2 separate regions of the Zea mays genome follow, and region 1 is linked to region 2. The links are chromatin contacts, called in public Hi-C maps. All regions are on one chromosome and are shown on one strand. The core of a region is the stretch at or near the end of the contact, and the rest is flanking DNA. Distances in the headings are between cores, read along the strand shown.

Region 1 (5,926 bases), core at 2,854-5,353, 170 kb after region 2:
GCATCTCTTTTACCACGACAGCAGTAATTTTCTCATTGGTTTTAACATCCAAGTACTGTGACACACGCTCTGATTCTTCAGAGAGGCGCCTCTCAGCCTGCTTCAGATACTCACCACAAGCACAGCACTCAATGAGTTGCTGTGACTCACCACTATAGAAACTAGCAGAGACCTCAAGAAATGGCCTTTCAAAATCGTCCTGGTAAACAGACAGCCCTAGATCCATCAACATTTTAGTTGTAGTCCTCATCAAGCCTCTGTTTATCACATCACCGGTCCTTTCTATATGTATGAGTTCGACGAGCATGTCAGACAACCTCCCCTGAATCGTAGGAGACCGAACTATGGTATCCCTCCAAAGCTCTATCCCATGATCAAAGACAGGTGCCTTTTTATTAGTGGGAATATATGTCCTGTCCATATACATCAGGATGTCTCTAATCATTTTCAATGCCTTGTTATAGTCATTCCATTTTCGTTGCATCTCTTCCAGGAACAAACCACCTTGAGCAGCCTCTATACATGTCCGCATCTCTTCAAGATGCGCTTTCATGTTTTCTGTGAATTTCTCATAGAGCTCAGGAGCAAACTTGTTCAATACCAAGTTATAAGCAGTCCTGCCATAATATAAGAAAAAAAATATTCACCAATATATTCGAAGACATTTAAAGACACACACAAACATACAGTCGGTATGTTATGTTAAACACACACACACACACATACAGTTATTATGTTAAACACACAAATACAGTTGTAATGTTAAACACATGCATACACCCCAATATACTTTTCTGGGAGAGGACTGAGCAGGCCCATGGCTGTTGATCCTTATTTCTCTCACACATACAGTTGTTATGTTATGTTACAGGCTGGTGCAAGTTTTATAGAAAAGGCTGCTTCCTGAATGAGGCAACTTTTTTAGCATAACAGTAATAATATCCTGAAGCGAATACGTTTCTGCAGATCAAACAGACAGGGAAATCACTTCTCGTTTTAGACGGCAAATTTACAGAACTTAAAAACCATTTATTCAATTGTAAATTTGAGTTTGATAACATTAGCAACAAAGGGACAAAAACAACACATTGAGTTTGATAGCATGAGCAACAAAGAGACAAAAACAACAGATTGAGTTTGATAGCATGAGCAACAAAGAGACAAACAACAGAGAACAAGAATCAAACATGAGAAACGATACATGAAGTACAAGTTCGATTGAGTTGTACCATAACCTCGATGCATGCACAGACTTATCTATTGCACCACTGATGTATTCACATACATTTTGGAAATTTAAAGGCTGCAACATGCTAAAAAGTATGCCGTCATAAATGGTAAAATAAATTATAGATATGGTAGTATGGTACCATAGCTTATGACTGTTTGCCAAAAGAAGAAAGAATTGCTGAAGAGATAGGGTATGAGAAATGAATGTCAATTATCCAAAAGCAACAACCTTCCAAACTAAACAGAAGCAAACAGTAGCCAAAATTTAACTAAACAGGTTCATCTTGTGTTTTCAGGTTTCCTAAGAACATTTATAGTTACCTGGATCTGATGCTGAGAAATAAGCTATTGATAGACCTCCACACAAGTCCTCACGAGCTGCAAAATTTTCATATGTGTGCACATTCTGCTACGGTATCCTAATATTAGTCACAGAACAAGTTTGATGGTTTCTTTTATTTCCATCAAACTTAATGTTTCTTAGCATGCCAATTTAGAAAGGGCATTCCAGCCCTACATGATCCTAAACTGAAAGAAATGACTAACTTCAGTGTTGGAACTAACATCAATATATGCTTCAATGTCGACTGAAAAGCTCACTCTTCATCACCAAGATCTGGCTCTGTTCTGTATGGTTCGGGGTGTGGCAGAAATCTGGATCTGTTCTGTAAAGTAAATGACATCCAGCTCCGTTTGTGGGCATGTTATTGCTAATGTGTATTAGTTTAATCATAGTCGCCATGTATACAAAGTCATAAAGCCTAGTTGCATGCATCAGGACTCCTAGGAACCTACCAATTAGATGGTTAGTCACTGGAAACAAAATAATAAGTATTAAGTAATAGCTTGCAAGGTAAGAAATTAGATTAGATATATGCTAAAAAGATATATTTCGATCAATCCTACCAAGCCATGCATGGAGAGTGGTGGAGCACCATACTGGCATCTCCTCAGATCAGTAGACAAGGGAATGGTGCAACCCATTTACTTGGACTGCTAGGTGCCAACTATGCAGGGAGTACGGATGCCACGACATATTAGGTGTATATATATAACTAAGGCAACAAATTAGGGAGTACAGGGACACACGCACAAGATTGTTAAGGGAGTTCTCTAGATAATAAATAATATTTATGTAAGTCTAGATGGCAGTTCTCGTCGGTTCAGCCAGGGGCGGATCTAAGGGGTGGGCAAGGTGGGACATGGCCCCACCTCATTTTTTTTAGGTATACAGCGAAATAAACAAACTTTTGTATAGTAAGTGTGGACAAATCTAATGAAAACTAGGTTTTGATGTTTTTTCTCTCGATGCTTCACTGCTCAGTCCACTCTCCACCTGAGCCATTCGATTCTCTTCCCTAGCGCAAGCCCACTCGTGGCTCACTCGCTTCTTCGGTCATCGACTGACCAGTAAGTTGGTGACCTAACCCACCCACTGCAGCGCCACCTTGCCTTCTCATCACTCGTCAGCTCGTCGCGATCCTGCACACAACACTGATACTTTGCCTCCTAGTCCACACCAGCAGATGGGCAAGCTGTTGTTGGGACCGTGGCATCACCTATACCTCGCTAACTTATTAGGGTCCCACCACGCCGTTGCAACACGGCAATGGTTGTCGCTTGCCGTCACCGTCATCTATCGCTACCTCGCCTCCTGCACTCGCTCCTCCCACCTGTCGTCGTCTCACCGACGCCATCTCACGTCAAATTCGATGACTCACCACAACTACGCGTCGATACGGCTGCTCCACCCCAACGCCTCGTCCTCAGCCAGTCCACCTATTTTCTCTCTCTAGCTCTCCTTTAGGTAGCCAAAAAGGTCTTTTTTGGTATTCATATCATTTTGTAAAAACTAGATGTTATCATTTAACATTCATGTTATTATCATCAATCTACATTTAACTAGTAGTCTAGTCCGATAATTTGTCTTTTGCACTGTCGGCCCCACCTAGAATTTTGTTCTGCGTCCGCCACAGGGTTCAGCTCTGGGGTATGTATATGTAGCCCAGAAGTTAAAACAGAAGCATCCAACGTCCAAACCCGAATTTCCTTACTTGCATAACAAGGAATCAAAACAAGATCTCCAATAGTTTAAGCATTTAATGGCGAGACCCAGAGAATGACGCTGCAAATGGCCTAAAGGCTTCGAGCAACTACCAAAATTCAATAGCACACAAAAATAAGGACATGAGCAAGCATGCACCAACAATAAAAGATCATAATATCATGTTGACAAATTATGGTTACAGGATAAGCCCTACTACACTAATAATAAGACATATGAATCAAGATCAATCTATTCACAAACATTCGCATGTCATCATCTAAGATGCATACAAGCCCACAGGAGGATCGACTATAAATTAAAAAATGGAAAATTACATATCAGCAATCAGCACAGCAATCAGTCCATTCATGGCCGCTATCTATCCGAATCATCCGCGATCATACAGCGCGACCTAAGCGCATGGAACAGGGCGGCAACCGAAAAGTCGGGGAACCGGAGGCGGGCGCGCAATGTTAACCTGTAGAGCTCCTCGAAGGAGAGGCTCATGGAGTTGTGGTTGTAGATCTCACGGATGGCATCATGGAGCTTCCGCCACGACTTGTCGAAGAACTTGGGGTCGGACTCAACGCGGTACTCGTAGGGAATGATTTTCGAGTTCCGCCTCTTCTGGCCGCCGCCGCCGTTCATCATCTTTCTCCGCTACACCGCAGCCGCGGCCGACGGGGGGCGATAACCACGTGCTCCGGGCGAGGCGCCGGGGTTCCGGCGAGGTGGTGGTCTGGTGGGGGAGTGGGGAGCAGGCTAGGGTTCCGTTGTCTGAAGGGAGGTGACGGAAAGTCGGAAAGGGCTGGAAAAGGATGGCATGTAACCACATTTTATATTGTCTTTTGGAGGGTTTTTAGGGGCTCGATAAAAAAATTACACTAGTGTATGCTGCGCAACCTGTACGCAATGTCAAATTCGATTATTGGATTTCAAATTTTACATAAATATTATATATTAGTTAATATAAAATACAGTATATTGCATCTACATCATCATTCCCCATTGAGTAAGTAAGAAAAAAACGAGACCATAAGAGCCAGTAAACTGCATGCACCAGGATTAGGCTCTATTCTAGTTTTTGAGAATAAAGACGTTCTATTCTGCGTTTGACAGAATAGAGTCACTCTATTTTTATTTGGTTGAAAAGGAAAATAGAGTAGAGTTGTTCTTTGTTTGGTTGAATAGTCACATAAGTGTAGAGGGAGAAGAGGGAGGAGAGCGCTCGTGTCCAGAAAAGTGCTCGCATCCGGTCATTTTAGTGGAGTGGGAGCATTTCAACTATTTATGGTAAATTTTAATACGTAGATTCTAGGAGCTGTTCCGCTCTTCTTTTATTGGAAACCAGACATCTAGAAAATATGAATGAAGTCGTTTTATTCTCCTCCACTCCGCAACCAAACACACCCTAAGGTAAGAAGAAAAAAGGGACATAAGAGATAGCAAACGACATACATCGACATTAATCAGAAGCTGAGAACAATCCATTCCCATAACCTCCATGTGTAACCATCATTTATTTTTATTTTGAATGAACTTGTTGGCGCTGATTCGGGCACCAATCACTGCGATGAGAACTGACGACGGTGTTCTTTGCCCAGGCGCGGACGGTCCGCGATCTGGCACAGGGCTCGGGTCCCATGCCTGATGAGTCAGACGGTCCGTGCGTGCGCAGGGACGGCGAGGTTCGGCCTGTTTGGTTCGGTCAAAAAATTCAAAAAAATCGGGAAGATAATTAAAAAAATTGTTTAAGTGTTTTCAGGAATTTCAGAGATCCTTTGTGAATTTCTCTAGGTCACAATACAACTCTGTTTCAAGTGAAATTTTGTGTGCTTCCATCCTTTGTGATTTTGGATCAGTGATAAAAAATTCAGAATATTTCGAGCTCTTTTGTTGGTACTCCTTTGGAAACGCGCTTTTGATTTCTACTAGTGCTAAAAAAATCTGCTCTATTTACATAACTGTCATTTCTACTAGATACTTGTACCTCCTTTCTTGTGCTTTGGTCCAACTGTTCTATTACATTTTCTAGGCCAGCAACTAGGACGAGTACTTGGAACACTTATTCAGCATTGCTATCTGTTACTGACTTGTGTGCCCCATATATATATATATATATACACATACATATATATAGTCAGCCTTCCCAGAACTCCAGTTTTCTCTCGAGCAGAACAGGTACTCCTTTGCAATCACACCCACGTTCGTTGGACAGTCACACCGGTCACCGTTTGCCACCTGCAGTGCTGGTAAGAACGTTGTAAGAGCGGGGTAAGACGCTTTATAATTTGTATTCCACCACCACCACCACCCTAAGAGATAGTTGTAGGGTTCACATTGTTTGTTTCCTTTTTGTCTCTGTTTTGTGCTAACAATGACAGGACCAAAGAATCAAATGGACAAGGACAAGGGGCCTAAGCTTAACGACGATGAGTGTGTCTCTCAGATAGAATTGAAGGAGATGATGTGCGCGATGACTGAAGCTTAAATATCAGGACTCTGCCTCGACATCCTATGAGCAGCTTGATCGACGAGTTGTTGAACTTGTTACACGCATGGACGTACTGGAGGCTCGTCCCCCACCACCAACTCCAGCCCTAGCTCACTCTCCTGTGGACGACGACGACGATGACGACAATGTTTATG
Region 2 (5,436 bases), core at 265-2,764:
TCTGATTTGTTCACACAGATCAAAGTCCGAAAATACATTGTGCACAGACTGATTTTTTCTATCTTCATGATTTGCATAGATGCCAAATAGACCTTGAGAAATGAACCAGGAAATCTCCTCTGTGCTCATGAAAACCTGAATTGCCGCACAGAAGCTTACTCCAGAGGCCACCAGGCAATCCCTTGAAAAGGCAGATGACTTAAGAACAGATAGTATTGTCCTGACAGCACTCTTGAAGACACTTGACGCCTTGTCAAGGCCAATAAACTTATACGGGTACCTCTGCAGCAAGTAGTACATGCAAGACATGGCCTCCTGGCACTGCTCCATCACGACTGGAGATGGCCGTGACCCTTCACCAATGTCTTTTGTCACTCCATCAAGCCCATCAACAACATCCAGTGCCATGATCTCTGCACACCTCTCTACTGCCTCATCCAAAAATCCCAACTTTGGGTACCCAATAAGCGACAAGGCTGCTCGAGATACCATAAATCTCTTCTTTGCCTTACTACCAGAGCCACCATACTCCTCACAGAGCAAGGCAAAACACCCACTGATCACTGTGGAGAATTTCTTGCACTTGGCAAGCACTGATATGAGTGTCCGGTGGAGAGGGAGGGAATTCTCAAGAAAGAGGATCTCCAAATAAAGCTTTGTGGCAGCGAGCACTGCTTCATCAGGAGTCCCTGTAGTGGACAGAAACTGCACATATGCCGAGGCAAGATCCTTGACCACAACAACTTGGGAGTAAGTGGAGGTCAGGGAAATCAAGTTGCTCAATCGGACAAAGAAATTGGATGAGGAGATCTCAGCTGGCACGAGAGTTAGGGCCTCAAGGTAATGCTTCGGGAACACAATGGAGGTGTAGGTGTACCGGTGCCGATGCTGCAGTGACCGCCACTTTGAAGACATTCTTCCCCCAAATTAGCTCCTTGACTTCAATCTGAAGGATGATAATGAACAAACAAAACTGAAACCTCCAGCAGAACCACACTGGACTCTTAAACAGGCATACATAAGCCGAATGATTCACCTGAAGTCAGTACAGTTCCGCCACAAGTCTTCCTCCGGGAACTTAAACCACAAACCTTCCCTCCCTAACAAACCACACAACGTTAGTTCAGTAGATTTTCACGAGTACGAACTACTTGGGCTGAATTAGAGCACGCCTTCTACTACAGTCTACAGATAGCGTAAACAAGCTATCAGAGATTTCATATGCGGCGATAACAGGGAGGCAGGCAAACAAATAACCTTTAATCCTGTAGACGGCCGTGCCGCTCCTCCTGGCAGGCGGCAGCACCCAGCGAGTGCAGCGGCTCGGGAGCCCAGCGAAGAACAACCGGGATCAGGTGGCCAGCGAAAGAAGCGAGAAGCAAAGGCCGCGTGAGCTCCCGGCAAGCTGCAGCAGCGAGAGGAGGCGGGAGCGGGGGTTTAGGGTTTGGTCCTGCGATTCTCTCTCTTCCCCCTCGCTAGAGTGTTTTCCGCGTCGACCTGACCAAAATACCCCTAGGCCTCCGCAGTCCGCACACCCCTCCTGTGCTTTGAGATTCGCGCGTCGCGCCTGCCGACCTCGTGCCTCCCGCGGACTCGCCGGCGAACGCCTCTTGGAGATGCCGCCCGCCGCGGCGGCGCTCCTCCGGTGCGCTCCGGCGGTCCCATTCGCGGCCCGCAGTAGCGCTGTTTCCCGCTCAGGCATGGCGCGGCGTCTGGTGGCAGCGAGCGCTGCGGCCGGCAGGCTGGCACCGGCGTACCGCGGGCTGCTGCTCGACGCCGGTGGCACGCTGCTGCAGGTTGCGCGGCCGGTAGCCGAGACGTATGCCTCCATCGGCCGACGTTACGGTACGCTTCCAACCCGAAGAATCCACCACCTCGTACTTTCCTCATGTCTGGTGCTCTGCATTTCGTCAAACGTTTGGCGTGTGGTCTCGTGATGTTCCTGACTTTGTTCGCTGTCCAGGTGTGACGAAGACTAAGAAGAGAATCATGGAGGGGTTCAAGCGGGCATTCTCCGCGCCATGGCCGAAGACACTCAGGTACCAGGTAATGGTCATGAGACGCACAGGAATTGCATTGCAAAGCTTGAAATTGCGTCGTGGTTGCTCTCGAGGTGACGACTTGTTGGGTTTTGGACTAATTGCAGGGAGATGGGCGGCCATTCTGGAGAATTGTCGTGGCAGAAGCGACCGACTGCACTGATGGTGATTATTTCGAAGAAGTGTATCAGGTAGTATACCTCATGTTCTCGCTAAGGTTGTTCGATTGAATACTTCTTGGTGAATCAGGGTTGGTTGAAGAATTTGAGTATGCATTGAAGTGTTTCAGTGTTTGGTATCTGATTATCTTTTATTACCTTACTATAGTTACTACAATGACGAAATTGAACAAGAACAAATGTTCTGACTATACTGTTAGTCAACAGAAGCCCAGGCGATGAAGTTCACCGCTCTCAAATATATTTAGTTTTTCTAAGTTGAAGGATGCATTCCGCTTCCGGTTTATCGGTATGTCGAATGTTCGTAACCATACCATGTGGCTCATGGATGGATCATTGTTTCTTCCAGTATTATGCGCATGGAGATGCTTGGCGATTGCCTACTGGAGCAGACGCAGCACTGCGTGAGCTGAAGGATGCTGGAGGTCAGATGCTACTTCCTCTGTTCTCGCCTTCTCGGTTCTTGAATCTTGATTTTCAATTCTCAGTTGTTTACTGCAATTAATATCTTCCTCTCCACATTCTGGTCCTTAGGCTATCTCCAACCATTTCCCCTCTCAAGTCCCACTATTCGTACTTTCTATTCATATTTAAATACCTCCTCTTAACTATTCTTCCCCCTATTTCTCCTCCGCTCCTACCATTTCCTCTATTCAGCTCCTTTTTTATCCTTTAACTAGGCTATTTGACTTTTATACCTTGGTTTTTGAGTTTTAAAAAATACCACCATATTTGCATTACCGTAATAATACACATTATTATCTACTAAAAACTCAAAAAAGTAATAATACACATTATTATCTACCAAAAACTCAAAAAAGATTAATTTTATATTAAATACAATCAATTAGTGCCACGGGGAAATGGCTGACATACCAGCACGAGAGGAGGCACGGGGGCGCCGTTGGACGCGCACGTGCCCCCCACCCCCACACCGTATCCTGTCAGGGGAAGTGGGAGGGGGAGACGTTGGAGAAAGCCTTAGCGTATATACAACCCACATAAATGATTTGTATTTTAAAGGATATTAAGAGAGTAGGAGTAAAAAAACACGAGACATATCTTGATGAAGGAACGTCTCTAACACGATTTTCTAAGTATAGATACGGTTCCACCCATACAACTCACGTAAATGAGTCGTATTTTGAAGGGTTCTAATGAATAAGATACAAGACTTAGATATATTGGGTTGTGTGAAGAAGTTTCTTAGATACATCTAGTGTTTAGATAACCGCAACATAGTATCTAGACTGTACATGTCCTTATCTTACTTAGGGATGGCAGTGGGTAAGGTACATAGTGGGCACACGAAGCCATACCCATACCCACTAGGAAAAAATTGATCCATACTCATACCCACTACCCATTATGGATACAAAATTACACCATACATATACCCACCATAGGTAACGGATACCCATCGGGTACTCATACCCATTAACATTACGATAGACATGATCATTTGAAACGCAAAAATAGTGAGAGGCTGAGAGCAAATTCATTTTATATGAGACATCTAAATCCGCACCCACGTGTCATATATTAGCGGGTTCCCCATCGGGTAGCGGGTATGAGGCAACAGAGGACATACTTACGTCCACCGTACCCGATGAGCATAACAAATGACCCAATAAAATACTCATGGGTATCAAAATCCGCCATACCTGTGCCCTAATAGAGTTTTTACCCATCGGGTTTCGGGTTTCAGGTACCCATTACCATCTCTAATCTTACTCCGTCAGTACACGAATGGTTGATATTAATGTGTCTCGATTTCAGTTAAGCTCGCTGTTGTATCTAACTTCGATACCAGGCTACGGAAATTGCTTAAAGACCTTAATGTCTCCGAGATGTAAGTGCCTATAAATTGCCCTATCTGCTTAATTACTTCAGTATGATATGTTTTTTACATGTGTTATATGTTAACAGACCTTGAGCTCTTCAGGTTTGATGCCATTGTGGTGTCATCCGAGGTCGGATATGAGAAACCTTCCCCAGAGATCTTCAATATAGCATTGGGTATAAAACTGAATCTCATTTGTGAAAGGTAATGAAAGTTTTCTATAGAACTAATATAGTTTGGTGTTTTCTGTTGGTCAGATCAAATTGGCGTGGAAGCCAGCAAGGCAATCCATGTTGGAGACGATGAAACTGCAGACATGGCAGGTGCCAATGCTACAGGACTTGAGTGCTGGTATGTGGCGTGTTTTTCCATGTTTGGACCATGATATTAAGCCTTCGGTCCGTTATAATGCGAGGTTGGATCGCTGATTACTTTTGTCTTTTCCTCTGATGTATCTGGTTTAGGCTGTGGGGTAAGGATGTGACGACGTTTTCGGAAATACAGGAGCGGATTCTGACAACAGATGGTCCTCAATGAGTGAATTTGGAATGTTGCAAAAAAATGATAGTTGTTTTTTTTCCCTCAGTTCCTTCTTTTTTGTTTCCTTCCAACTCGTGTGTTGGCATTTTCATTGTGCTTTCGTGAAATAAGCTCATGCCATGGCTAGGTACTGATGTTCCTTCACATTCTTCTCACATATGAACATTTAATAAGAAGCACAAGGACTCTTGATAATTGGTATAAGACAGTTTCTACAAAATCCTAATATCAATACTGATCAAGCTGTTGAGCTAGTGAAAATACAAGTTTCTGTTTAAGAATAAAAAGCATCTGCACCCTCAGAAACTAAACAAGCTGAGTTTTAACTACACCATCTAAGGTGTCGTTTGGTTCACATATTGGTAACGTAATGGATAACCGATAACGTTAAATCATGTTTGTTTAAGTCCAACGGTAATCGATATCATACTATAAGTGGATACCGTCTTATTCAAATTTGTTACCGCCGGTATTCGAGTGTGAATCGTTACCATTATCATTTACGTTATATTTCGTGAACCAAACGGCACCTAAGGGTTAGTTTGGAAACTTAAATCTCCTAGAATCCCTGTCTTTTTCTAGGGTGAGCAATCCCAGGTATTATAATTTGAATAAGATATCTAGTTATTTATGGGGGTTTCCTTCCCTAAGTTTGGTTCTCTTTGCTTTGAAAATAGCCCTAAGAGGGACTCGATTAGTTATATGTATTAGAGGACCAATATCAACCTATTTTGAAAGATTATTCATTCAAGGGATCACTAAGGCATCGTCGATGATTCAGTAGCAGTTGGCTTAAAGATTTTTTGTGGCTAGAATATTCACCTCACATTGATTG

Evidence for each region. Hi-C and Micro-C count contacts between places; a contact is called where the count stands out from the background.
Region 1: a contact with region 2 is called in a Hi-C map of leaf, with 5 times the contacts expected there. The contact joins the promoter of LOC103641219 here to the promoter of LOC100194104 in region 2. A contact is called at or near these places in 9 of 25 Hi-C or Micro-C datasets (bundle sheath, ear, endosperm and 5 more).

The regions. Positions count from the first base shown.
Region 1 is chr10:74,008,902-74,014,827 of Zm-B73-REFERENCE-NAM-5.0, forward strand. LOC103641219 (cullin-3A) reads right to left here and starts at 4,104. Exons shown (of 2, transcript XM_035963397.1): 1 at 3,756-4,104.
Region 2 is chr10:73,842,357-73,847,792 of Zm-B73-REFERENCE-NAM-5.0, forward strand. LOC100194104 reads left to right here and starts at 1,515. Exons shown (of 8, transcript NM_001359396.1): 1 at 1,515-1,845; 2 at 1,964-2,046; 3 at 2,147-2,230; 4 at 2,568-2,643; 5 at 3,998-4,070; 6 at 4,164-4,237; 7 at 4,319-4,412; 8 at 4,526-4,794. The coding sequence starts at 1,617. The coding sequence ends at 4,598. LOC103641217 (thyroid adenoma-associated protein homolog) reads right to left here and starts at 1,523. Exons shown (of 6, transcript XM_008664579.3): 1 at 1,258-1,523; 2 at 1,037-1,100; 3 at 1-946. The coding sequence starts at 915.